Linked DNA regions of Gossypium hirsutum: region 2 is linked to region 1. The links are chromatin contacts, called in public Hi-C maps. All regions are on one chromosome and are shown on one strand. Each heading gives the region's core, a stretch centred on a gene start, on an enhancer-like site or on the middle of the called end of the contact. The rest is flanking DNA. Distances are from core to core; before and after follow the strand shown. Region 1 holds the start of LOC107894007 (calcium-dependent protein kinase 26). Region 2 holds the start of LOC107894005.

Region 1 (5,753 bases), core at 2,038-4,537:
TTGCTTGAATTAGAATTGCTATGAAAGTATGGAAAGGTATGAATTATTAGACAATCGAAATAAGCTTAGGCACATGCTTGAAAATGTGAATGCATTTAAGTAGGGTGTACTTATACTATGATGTTTTGAGATGGTTTTTTAGTTTATGTGAGAATTAAAATTGAGAGGCTAATGTTGTTTTGACTAAGGCCAAGACATGTTGGATTGACTAAAGTGGCTTATGATTATAAATTGTAGTGGTAAGCTTTATTTTTGAATTACGAACTTACTAAGCATTACATGCTTACTTTGTGTTAATTTCTTTGTATATTTAGATATTGGAAGCTCATTCGGGTTGGAAATTGGCAAAGATTTCATCACACTATCTATCGGCTATTTTGGTATTGTGGTTTTATAATTCTGGTTATAATGGCATGTATAAGTCATTTTGGCTAATTGTAGCTTATGTCTCTTGTTGTGTTTTTAGCCATTCGATTTGGCTTGAAAATGGTATATGTTTTGTTATGTAAACATGTGTAAATGGATTTATGATATGTGGGGTATGGCTGCCAAGTGAATGTCTTGTCTGTGAATTGGTATTTTGTGTACAAATGGTTGATTGAGATATGGCATGCATGTTAAATTTTAGGCACAAAGTTTCCTTTATGTGTTTGACCATTTAGATAGATTTTGGAAGTTTAAATTGGCATGTTTAAAGTGGCCAATTAAGGTGCCTATTAGTATCATGGTTGTGTGTGATCTTATAAGATGTTATAAGCTTGTTATTGATTGGTTTGGAATGTCTAAATATGCCATGTTTATATGCACATTGAGGTATTTAGGTTGGTACCAAGTTGGGTGAGAAATATGGCTTGAAAAATAGCCTATTTTCATCCACACGGGCAGAGACACGGGCGTGTGTCTCAGCCATGTATGACACACGGCTTAGCACACGGGTGTGTATCTTGGCTGTGTGACCCCTGCACCTAATTAATGCAAATTCAATTGTTCACATGGCCTAGCACACGGGCGCGTGGCTTGGCCATGTGACCCAAGTCAGAGAGTTACATGGGTATGGGCACGGGCTGGAACACAGTCGTGTGCCTCACATCAAATGCCCACATAGCCTGAGACACGGGTGTATAACTTGGCCATGTGAGCCACACAGCCTGGCCACACGGGCTTGTGTCCCCTGCATTTAGAAGGAATTTTGTGATTTCTCGAAAAATTCTCCGAGCTTCTGGTTTAGTCCCGACTTGATTCTAATCTTTATTTTGGGCCTCGATGACTCATTTAAGGGACTTTATGATTGATTATGAATGGTTTTTTATTTGAATGTGAGATGAACATAAAATGTCTGTTTGTTCGATTATAAGTCCAATAATGCTCCATAACTCTATTCCGGAGTTTGATACGGGTTAAGGGTGTTACAGTTGCATTCGTAGTTAAATTAGATTAGTAAATTTAGATTAAAAACAATCGCTTCAATTTATCGATTAAATAATAGAAAAATGGTAATTACTAGTACTTTTAGTCCTTGTGGATACGATATTCCCTACTCACCATATCTATACTATTGTTCAATAGGTGCGCTTGCCTTTGTCGTAATTATAGTTAGTTTAGTGACCATCAACTACCATTTCTGAATGGGCTGATCTACGAAAATTGAACTAACTCTAATACCACTTGTTGGGGATCGACTCGATTAAGTAACAAATAAGTAAAATTAGTAGAAGAAATTGAGAAATTGAATACACAAATTTAACATGGAAAAACCCGTCCAAAGAGGAAAAAAAAACCCACAGGCAAAGATAATTTTACTATAATTGAAAAAGAACGAAGAGTACAAAAGATGGAGATAAAAACTAAACCCCGAAACCTGAAAAATGAATAAACCTTCAAAACGTAAACACAAAATTCTTCAAAAGTATTATGAGTTGTAATATTTAATAGGTGTTTTTTCTAAGGTTGTAAAATAGCATATTTATATATTAAATTCGTAGGTCAAATAATAAATGCTAAATATATTATATTAATAAATACTAAATCTTCTAAAAATAAAAAATATATTTTGTTTAACTTGACTTGCAAATAATCTCTTATTTTATCTAACAGAAATTTGAGTCACACAATTCTAACAATATCAAATATTGATCTTTTATCATATTTATAAATTTTGTTTGTGAATTAACTCAAATAATATTCTCAGTTAAAAAAATGGTCAATCTCATAAAGTAAAACACAATCTGCCTTAGCCCTTAGATGTGGAATAAGATGTGCCAACATCTACACCCGCACTGCCTAAAACATCACGGCTTGTGAATCAACAGAACCAAAAGACGGAGCCACAACAACATCGGCGCAAGCGTTGACTGTTGGGTTCGGCTTCACAGGCTGATCGCTCTGAGTGTATCAAAAGCCCAATTTGAACCTAGAATTCAAGCTCAATATTGGGCTAAGGAGCCAAAATGGGCAGTTTTTAAGGGTTTTTTTATACTTTTTAATTTTTATCTTTATAACTTTTTTTTAATAATTTTTCTTGTTTATATTTTTCTTTTTTAAGCTTTTTTAAAATATTCATATAATAGCATTATTGTGACATCACCATCTCTCACTTAGCAAAAAGATAGTAGATGAAAACCTCAACCAGTCTTTTTTACGTAAAAAAGAACATAAAGCTAGATCAGGAAAAAAAAGACTAAATTGAGAAAATGGTATGTTTTAAGGACTAAAAGATGTATTAAGCGTTTTGTTTTTCATAATTGGGCAAAACATGTCGTAGACCTGCCTGATGTTTTACTCCCTTGAATATCACACGGACCAATCTGAGAGAGGTCAAACCTTGAATCCGCCAGGTGTTCTATTATCTTCTAAAAACGGTATCCAGTTCAAGTCTTTGTTTAGGGGTTTCATCTATTTCCAACTCAAATTTGCTTGAGGCTTAATGTTATTACTTGATATTAAGAAATATTAAGGAAAACAAATATTTTTAAATTCACTTAAAGTCAAAATTTTGAGTTAACAATACCAAACAGTTTCAATTATCATCTAAATTTTAAATTAGTTCCAAATTTTGAAATAATATTATTTTATAGATGTAGAATATTTTTAAAATATTTAAATTAAATTGTAAATATATATACATGTGGATATATAAAAGACAAACATAGGAAAAAACTTTTTAAGGTTTATAGAATAACTATACGTATTTTTACAATTTAACTCATGAGTTCCGTTGAGATTTAACACAAATTTTTAGAATTTTTAATGCTATTAATCCAAAATATTTGTAGCAGAAAAAAAAAAAGAGGAAACCAAATGCTGGTTACTTTCATTACACAAGATTTTAATCCATGGATGTTTGTAAGAAGAAGAAAAAAAGTTATTTTTCAAAACAAAGAGGGAGGAAAAAGGGGAAGAAATAGTTAGCTTATGAAGCACTTCATATTCTTATTCTATGTATCTAAGCAGTAAGCAACAGCAAAAAAAAATAAATTAAAAAAAAAGAGCAAAATGTACAGAAAAAAAAAAAGAACCCACTAACATGGATGAGTTTAGGATTTAAATATATTCATCCACTTTAGCAATTTCCTTGTTAGACTCTCTCCTATTTCATTTTGCCTTTCTTCATTTTTTTAATTTGAAACTGGTACTTTGATCTTCCTCTATTTTTATTGTTATCTTGATACTATTATGCATGTTTTCATATGAAAATTTTATTCGTTTTTGGTGGATTTTTGGGCTTGGCTTAGTTTCTTTGATATTTATGGCTTTGATATTGTTTATGTATGTTTACATCTTTGATAGCTATGGTTTTTTTTCTTTCTTATCTGATATGGGATTCTTTTGATGCTTAGGTTTTTGGTTTCTGCATGGAAATTTACATTATTATTTTCTTTTTTTCAGTGTAATATTTGAGATATAACTGGATGAGGAAAATACTACTGTGATTGTTTTCATGGGAAATACATGCCTTAGATCTTTCAAGGGTAATAATCATTTTCAGGGCTACAATACCACCACTGGTACCAATTTGGCTCCATCCATCAGCCCCAGAGCTAACACCATGAGAAGAGCCTTTGATCACCAAGCTCATTTTGTTTTAGGCCGTAAGACCCCTAATATCCATGAGCTTTACACTTTTGGCCGCAAATTAGGACAAGGACAGTTTGGGATTACTTACTTATGTACCGATATTTCGACCGGGATTGAATATGCTTGTAAGTCAATATCGAAAAGGAAGTTGATTCGCAAGGAGGATGTGGAGGATGTTAGGAGGGAGATTCAGATTATGCATCATTTGGCTGGTCATAAGAATATCGTGTCGATTAAAGGCGCTTATGAGGATACTTTATATGTGTATATCGTAATGGAGTTTTGCTCCGGAGGCGAACTGTTCGATAGAATTATCCAGAGAGGGCATTACAGTGAGAGGAAGGCAGCTGAGTTGACTAAGATTATTGTTGGTGTTATTGAGGTTTGCCATTCACTCGGGGTTATGCATAGAGACTTGAAGCCTGAGAATTTCTTGTTGGTTAACAAGGATGATGATTTCTCACTCAAGGCAATTGATTTTGGACTCTCGGCCTTCTTTAAACCTGGTATCGAATGTTCTTAACTTTTACTGAATTTGAAGCAACTTAAGTAGCTGGAGCATACACCAAGTAGTAAAAGAGATAACATTTAGTTTGTAATAAAACCAATGTCATTTCGAAATTCAAGCTGTTTAACTTAACGTGTGCTTTACTCCTTCAGGGGAAATCTTTAGTGATGTTGTTGGAAGCCCGTATTATGTCGCTCCTGAAGTACTCCTCAAACATTATGGACCTGAAGCAGACATATGGTCTGCAGGAGTTATACTCTATATATTGCTATGTGGCTTGCCACCGTTTTGGGCAGGTAATTTTTATATTTCGACTCTGCATGGGGATCACTTTTCAAGTAGTTATATGTCTAATATACTTACGGACCTACCACTCTGTATGTACTTCAGAAACAATACAAGGAATCTTCGCTGCTGTGCTAAAAGGACATATTGACTTCAGCTCTTACCCATGGCCCCTAATATCCGATAGCGCAAAGGATCTAATCCGGAAGATGTTGTGCATTCACCCTTCAGAACGGTTGACAGCTCATGAAGTATTATGTATGTCATGCATAGTAGCTCTCTATTATTATCTGTTTGATGGTCATGAATGTTCTGAACCTTGATACAAAGCAATAAGTACTATTATTTATTATATTTATGCACCTTCTCCATTTCTTTTTGAATCATTTAGGTCATCCTTGGATTTGTAAAAATGGGGTTGCCCCGGATAAGGCACTGGATCCGGCAATACTTTCTCGCCTCAAGCAATTCTCGGCAATGAATAAATTAAAGAAGATGGCTTTACGGGTAAGATTCTCAAGATTTATGTGTAATATGATGAAGAATCTGTATGTGTGTGTTACGTACTCTATGTTTAGAGTTCTGTCTTAACAACTATGGAATTTCATGATGGCCTTAAGCATGCTCCTTTTATAGTTAATGCAATCAGACTCATTTGTGACAGATAAAGCTCTGCCCTTTTGTGCTATCAGGTAATAGCTGAAAGCCTCTCTGAGGAGGAGATTGCTGGTTTGCGAGAAATATTTACAGCTATGGATACTGGTAAGAGCGGTGCTATCACATTTGATGAACTCAAAGCCGGTTTGCAAAGATATGGTGCCACCTTGAAAGATACAGAGATTCAGGACCTTATGAATGCAGTAAGTTTGTTTATGAAGCAGATATC
Region 2 (5,753 bases), core at 1,410-3,909, 250 kb before region 1:
TAAAGAAAATTTTATAAAAATTATCGTACCAAAAGGAGCATTTTACAATTTTTCTATAACTTTTATTGATTTTATTTTTTATCATTTTTTGCCACATGTCACGCTGTGTTGCGACATGTAATGAATTTAATTGAAAAAAACTAGGGGACATTAATTTTTTATGGTTTTTATAAATTTTATAAAAAAAATTCTAATTTTTAATAAATTTTATTTTTTTATATTTTTATTGAAATTTAATAAATTTAATTATTTATTTTTATATTTTTAAAAAAAATTAATAAGATCAGGGGCTTAATTGTTTTTTTTGAAAAATTTTAAAGATCTTTTTGATGCATTTTGAAAGTTTAAGTACCCAATTAATTGGAAAAAAAATAGGGGCTTAATTGCTTTTTTTTTGAAGAAATTTAAATGTCTTTTTTATTTATTTTAAAAATTTAAGTGCTCAATTGAATGAAAAACAGAAGAAGGATGAGCTTAATTGTTTATTATTATTATTATTTAAATTTGATAACTTTTTACACTCTAAAGCCAAACGTAATAAATTAAAACTTTCCTTTCAATCAAAGTCCCTTCGATTTCTCTAATTTCTTAATTCCTTTAGATTAATTTATTTTTTGTCAATTTTAAAAGTGAGCAATTAAGTAAAATTAATCATGATACTAATGTCTTTCACCAATTGCACATAATTTTGATTAGTATGATAATAAATCTAGTATTTAATATTTATATATTTTGTCATTTTGGCCTTAATTCTAAAAATTTTAACAAATTCAACCTCAACATTTACATAAATGTTGTGGGATAAATTTGTTAAATTAAGACCAAATTGACATAATGTGTAAATTTTGAGGACTAAATTTATTATATCAATCAAAACCAAGTACAATTAATGAAAAATATTAATGTCGTGATTAATTATCTTTAGTTGCTCACTTTTTTGGTAGAGATTAAATTACTCTGTTTTTTCTGAATGAACCAATTTGTTTCAATTTCGAAATTGAAAAAAACCAGAGAAGTCTTTTTACCATTAATGCATCATGTATATTTATTTCTTTCTACAAAACATATCTTCCCCGTTGCTTAATATATTTTCCATCCATACATTTCATTTGAGGCTTAAATCTTAATACTAAATCCGCCTTAAATTTCGTAACTTTTCTCAACTTGAGCTGGAGTTTTTTTATCACATTGGCTCTTAAGGTTGACATTTGTTACACAAATTAATCTCTATGATTAACACTTAATTTTTAAACAATTGGGTGAAATGGCTAAATTAATTAATCTCTATGATTAACACTTAATTTTTAAACAATTGGGTGAAATGGCTAAATTAAGATATAATACCTAGACAAATAGGGGAATATCACATGTTTTCGTCTTTAATTATTCTAAAAAAAAAACTTAAAATTTCAAATACATATTCAAAAAATTAAACAAATTTAAAAAATATATACGAAAGTATACCAAATTATGGTATATTTTTAAAAATTTTGATATTAACTTATAACTGAGTGAATTGATAAATATTTTTTCCGAAGCGAAGAGCATACTCATATTTAGATAGTAAATGTACATTTCAAAAGACTTCAATCGGTACATGTAAAAAATAGGCCAATTTAGCAGCTTTTTGTTCAATTTCGCGCGAAGTCAAATTCTCATCAGTATGAGTCAAGGGAACGGTCCACTGGCCTCTAATTTCCATATAAAGGACACGACGAGCGTAAATACCCTCTTTAACTTCTATCCTGATGGACTGAATAACTTTCATAAGGAATCGTAGAAAGATGCGACAATTTTGTTCTAGGAAAACCCCAACGAAAAATATATAGTATTCCCTCTTTTCTATCGAATCAATCATAACCACTGCCTACATTCCAAAAAATCGTGCACCACAAATAGGAACTAATAAAGAGGCCTACGATCCTATAGAAAGACATCACGATTCCTTGTGGAAAAAAAACTATTTGCTGAGATGGAAATAAAGATATCAAATTCCTACTAAGATAACTAGAAGTTTCAACAAATAAAAACCTTAATGAACCAAGAAAAAGAATAAAGGCCTAGCAAAAATTACTTGTTTTTCGAGATCCCACTATAAATTCTATCCATATAGATTATGATCGCCAACTTATACATACTAGATCTAGTTGCATTTTATTGAAATTGAGAGAATAACAAAAAAAAATTGACTTTACTTTTTTTGTTTCTGAAGTAACTCTCATCAACTAGTACTATTTTGATATGAACTTTTAGAAGGAATTTATCAAATTACTTTGATCTAAAATTATCCTCTTTATATTATCTCCTATATGGATCTACTAGATATATAGACTTTAATTTCATACATCCGTTTGGTATCGATCCACTTGCTATAATTCATTTAACCCTATACCATGTTTACATATGCATAAGAGGGACTTTTTCATTTATGTTTGGTTAGAGAAGCCAGATGTTATACAATATTCTACTAAATAAGTATCCATGACATCTAAGTCTTAAAAAAAATAAAAATAAAAGGGGTAAGATTTGATCTTTGACCCATCGAATCTAAAAAACCTTGGTTTTTTGAACATGTGTTTAGTTAGAAATATCTCTTATAAGATTGGGCCATGTGATGGCGGACTAAATATAGGATTATCGATTGGGCAAGATCCAAATAGTATTATTTTATTGGGTATTACATTAGAAAACATGGTCAAGAACAGTTTCTGCTTCAATGGCGGAGGCAGGAACAAGGAAGAGAAAAATGGTGGACAGAAGCAGAACCATAACATCAGCTGATAACAAGAAAGCAACAGCAGTGGCAAAGTGGCCTTCTCTTAAATCCAAACCCGATCTCCACATTACCCGCCTTCAAGACAATGATCTCTTCACCGTACGTTTCTCTTGAATTTCGCTTTCTTTTTTTTTCTTTAAAAATAAAATTATCTCCTTTTTTCTAGTGCCTTATATAGGTAGTGAAATTCTAGGACTATTCTAAAAACAACCCTTTAATATTACCTTTCCATCAGCTCTAGTGTTACCCAGAAACATTATAAAAGTTGTAGTACTTTGCCTAATTGGGTATTGTTCTAATTGTGCAATTAGTCATAATATTACAAACTTTTGTAATTGGTTAATGTGGAAATTACACTTGCTAACAGTATGATTTGTATGTTTATAAAGCATTAAAGTTTTTTCTCTTGAATTCAGGTTCATATAAGTTACTCTCCAATGGATAATGATCTTGTTGAAATTCGTGGATGGTATTGATTCTTTCAGGTGCAGAATTTCTTCACATCTGCAGAGTCAAAGGCATTTATTAAGACTGCTGAGTTAATTGGTTTTGAGCACCAAGGAAGTCTTGGTCCAACTAAAGGTGAAGCATACCGAGACAATGATCGGTTATCTGTTTATGATCCTAAACTTGCTGATACTATATGGCAGTCTGGACTTAGCCTATTATTCTCTGATATTAAGATTAGGGGGAAGGTTGCGGTTGGGTTGAATCCCAATATTAGATTTTACAGGTACCTTTATTTTCCCCCCATTAAACCCATGTTTACTTTTATCTGAGTAAATGTAACTTTGGTTGGACTATAAAAGGTTATGATGTGTGTATTGAAGGCTGAATAATATGCTTTGTAGTGTATATTGAAGCCTGAACTTTGATTTTCACTTTATTCAATTAATATTCTACTTCAGGTATAAGGTTGGCCAGCGCTTTGGACGGCATTTTGATGGAAGTGTTGATCTTGGAGAGGAAAAGCGCACCCATTATACTTTATTAATATATTTAATCGGTGGTCCCGAAACGGAAGGCAAAAGTGACTTGAGCAACCTGAAGGATTCTGCATCAGAGCCTCTAGTTGGAGGAGAAACTGTCTTCTATGATTCATGGAACGAAATTGTAGCAGAGGCAAATTTCTTCCCTTTCATGTTACTTTTGTCTTTTTGAGTTCCTATTGGATTAGGTATATGGCTCGGTATGGGATACCCTTTATTTATGTAATATTAACTCTGTAGGTTGCTCCCGCTGAAGGAATGGCTCTCCTACACATTCATGGTGACAAATGTATGCTGCATGAAGCTCGAAATGTCTCCAAGGGTATCAAGTATGTTTTCAGATCAGATGTAGTTTTTGCTTGTGGGCTGTAGTTTTCAAATTGAGAAGGTTCGTGAGTTTTCCTCTAAAATTATACAGCAGCCGTAGCAATGCCTAACTGATACATGTATGATCAATATTGTTAAGGTGTGCACCTAGGCTGTAGTGCTAGAAAACAAAAGCACCACCCTTCCAGATGAGGTACATTTGGTCATGTGTATGCATGGTGCACCAAGGGGCACTTTTTCTAAGAAAAAAAGGCCCATTTGGTTGAAGTTATCTTTAATATATATTTCATGCTATATATATATTTCATAGTTTACCTTCTCTGCAGTTTTGACAATATTGTGTTACCAAAAGTGAGGGAGCATTCTTGCTTTATCACTTTCCCTTGCTTCGAGGATTAAATCTTCTTGGTTCTTTCTGGACTTGCATTTAAAGTTTGATTGCATCTTGTTCTGATTGAAATGCATCCTGGTATGGCAATGCCTGCCACCTTTTGAAACTGGATGACTCTTCCAACAAGCAAAGTGGACATCATTCATAACTACTTAGGGCAAGTTTAGGAATGCTTTTCAAAAGTTCTTTGGGACAAAAACATTCCTAAACAAACTGCTTTTTGAGAGAAAAAGTGCTTCTCCTAAGCCAAAATTAGCCCAAAAGCATTCTTTCCAGAAACTGATAATTTTAGCTTCTCCCAAAAGTGTTTTATTTTTTTTCTCAGAAGTACTTTTGAGAAGAATTCCTAAACTAGGCCTTAATCTTATATTGTTGAAATGATCAGGCTTAAAGCATATTTGAAATTCATTCTTCATGCCAATATTGCTGATGGGGGTTTGCTCTCACCTGTATTTGAAATTTATAGCTTGACAGACTAGTGACAAATTCACGACAAAAGCAACATTTAGAACTCAACTATTTACGGTGACAGACTTTAGTGACGGACTTCTGATGAAAATATCACCATTACCATCACAAAATTTTGATATTATTTCTCGTGATACTCTGTAACAGAAATTTTTGTTGCAAATAGTGTCGGCATTTTGCGACGGGATTGTGACAGTTTAATCGATTTAACTAATTTTTAAGAAATAACTTTATAAATCAAAAGTTACTAACTAAATATTCAAAAATAATTAGTCAATCAAGTCACGGGGAAAAGATTTGTGTTACTTTCAACTTCTTTGTTAAAACTAAGATTGAGAGTTAAAAGGATGGCAATTGAGATTGTGGATTCAAATACGCATGGATATTGAACTCATTTTTTCTTCTAGATTTTTGTGGATTCAAATAATATTTAAATTCTAGTTTTGGATTTATTATCCATTTGTTTTGGGATTTTTGTAGATTTTGATATTTTTGAAATGATTGGAAACTTTGGTTTTTTTTTCCGAATATCTGATGGTTAAAAGTATTTAATTTGGATTTGGGTTTGGATTTGGATAGTAATATTCATATAATTTTTGAATAATAAATAGATATAAATTTTTAGATAAATTTATAAATTTAAATTTGAATAATTTAAAAAATATGATTGATAATTTCAGAGGCTGAGAATCCCGTCCAATTTTTTTTTTCAAAGAAAAGGAAAATTCAAAAATAAATCATGTGCATATTCTGGCTAAATGCATGTACGCAGATCTTCCCTTTGATCCCCCACTCCGTCTAA

The links. A called contact is a pair of places that touch in the nucleus more often than the background predicts.
Region 2: a contact with region 1 is called in a Hi-C map of leaf, with 2.8 times the contacts expected there. The contact joins the promoter of LOC107894005 here to the promoter of LOC107894007 in region 1. A contact is called at or near these places in 3 of 34 Hi-C or Micro-C datasets (leaf and seedling).

The regions. Positions count from the first base shown.
Region 1 is chrA13:14,670,619-14,676,371 of Gossypium_hirsutum_v2.1, reverse strand. It overlaps LOC107894007 (calcium-dependent protein kinase 26), which reads left to right and starts at 3,287. Exons shown (of 9, transcript XM_016819182.2): 1 at 3,287-3,628; 2 at 3,886-4,580; 3 at 4,735-4,878; 4 at 4,973-5,125; 5 at 5,259-5,374; 6 at 5,560-5,727. The coding sequence starts at 3,938.
Region 2 is chrA13:14,915,110-14,920,862 of Gossypium_hirsutum_v2.1, reverse strand. LOC107894005 reads left to right here and starts at 2,659. Exons shown (of 4, transcript XM_016819175.2): 1 at 2,659-2,875; 2 at 3,262-3,509; 3 at 3,685-3,898; 4 at 4,006-4,411. The coding sequence starts at 2,717. The coding sequence ends at 4,137.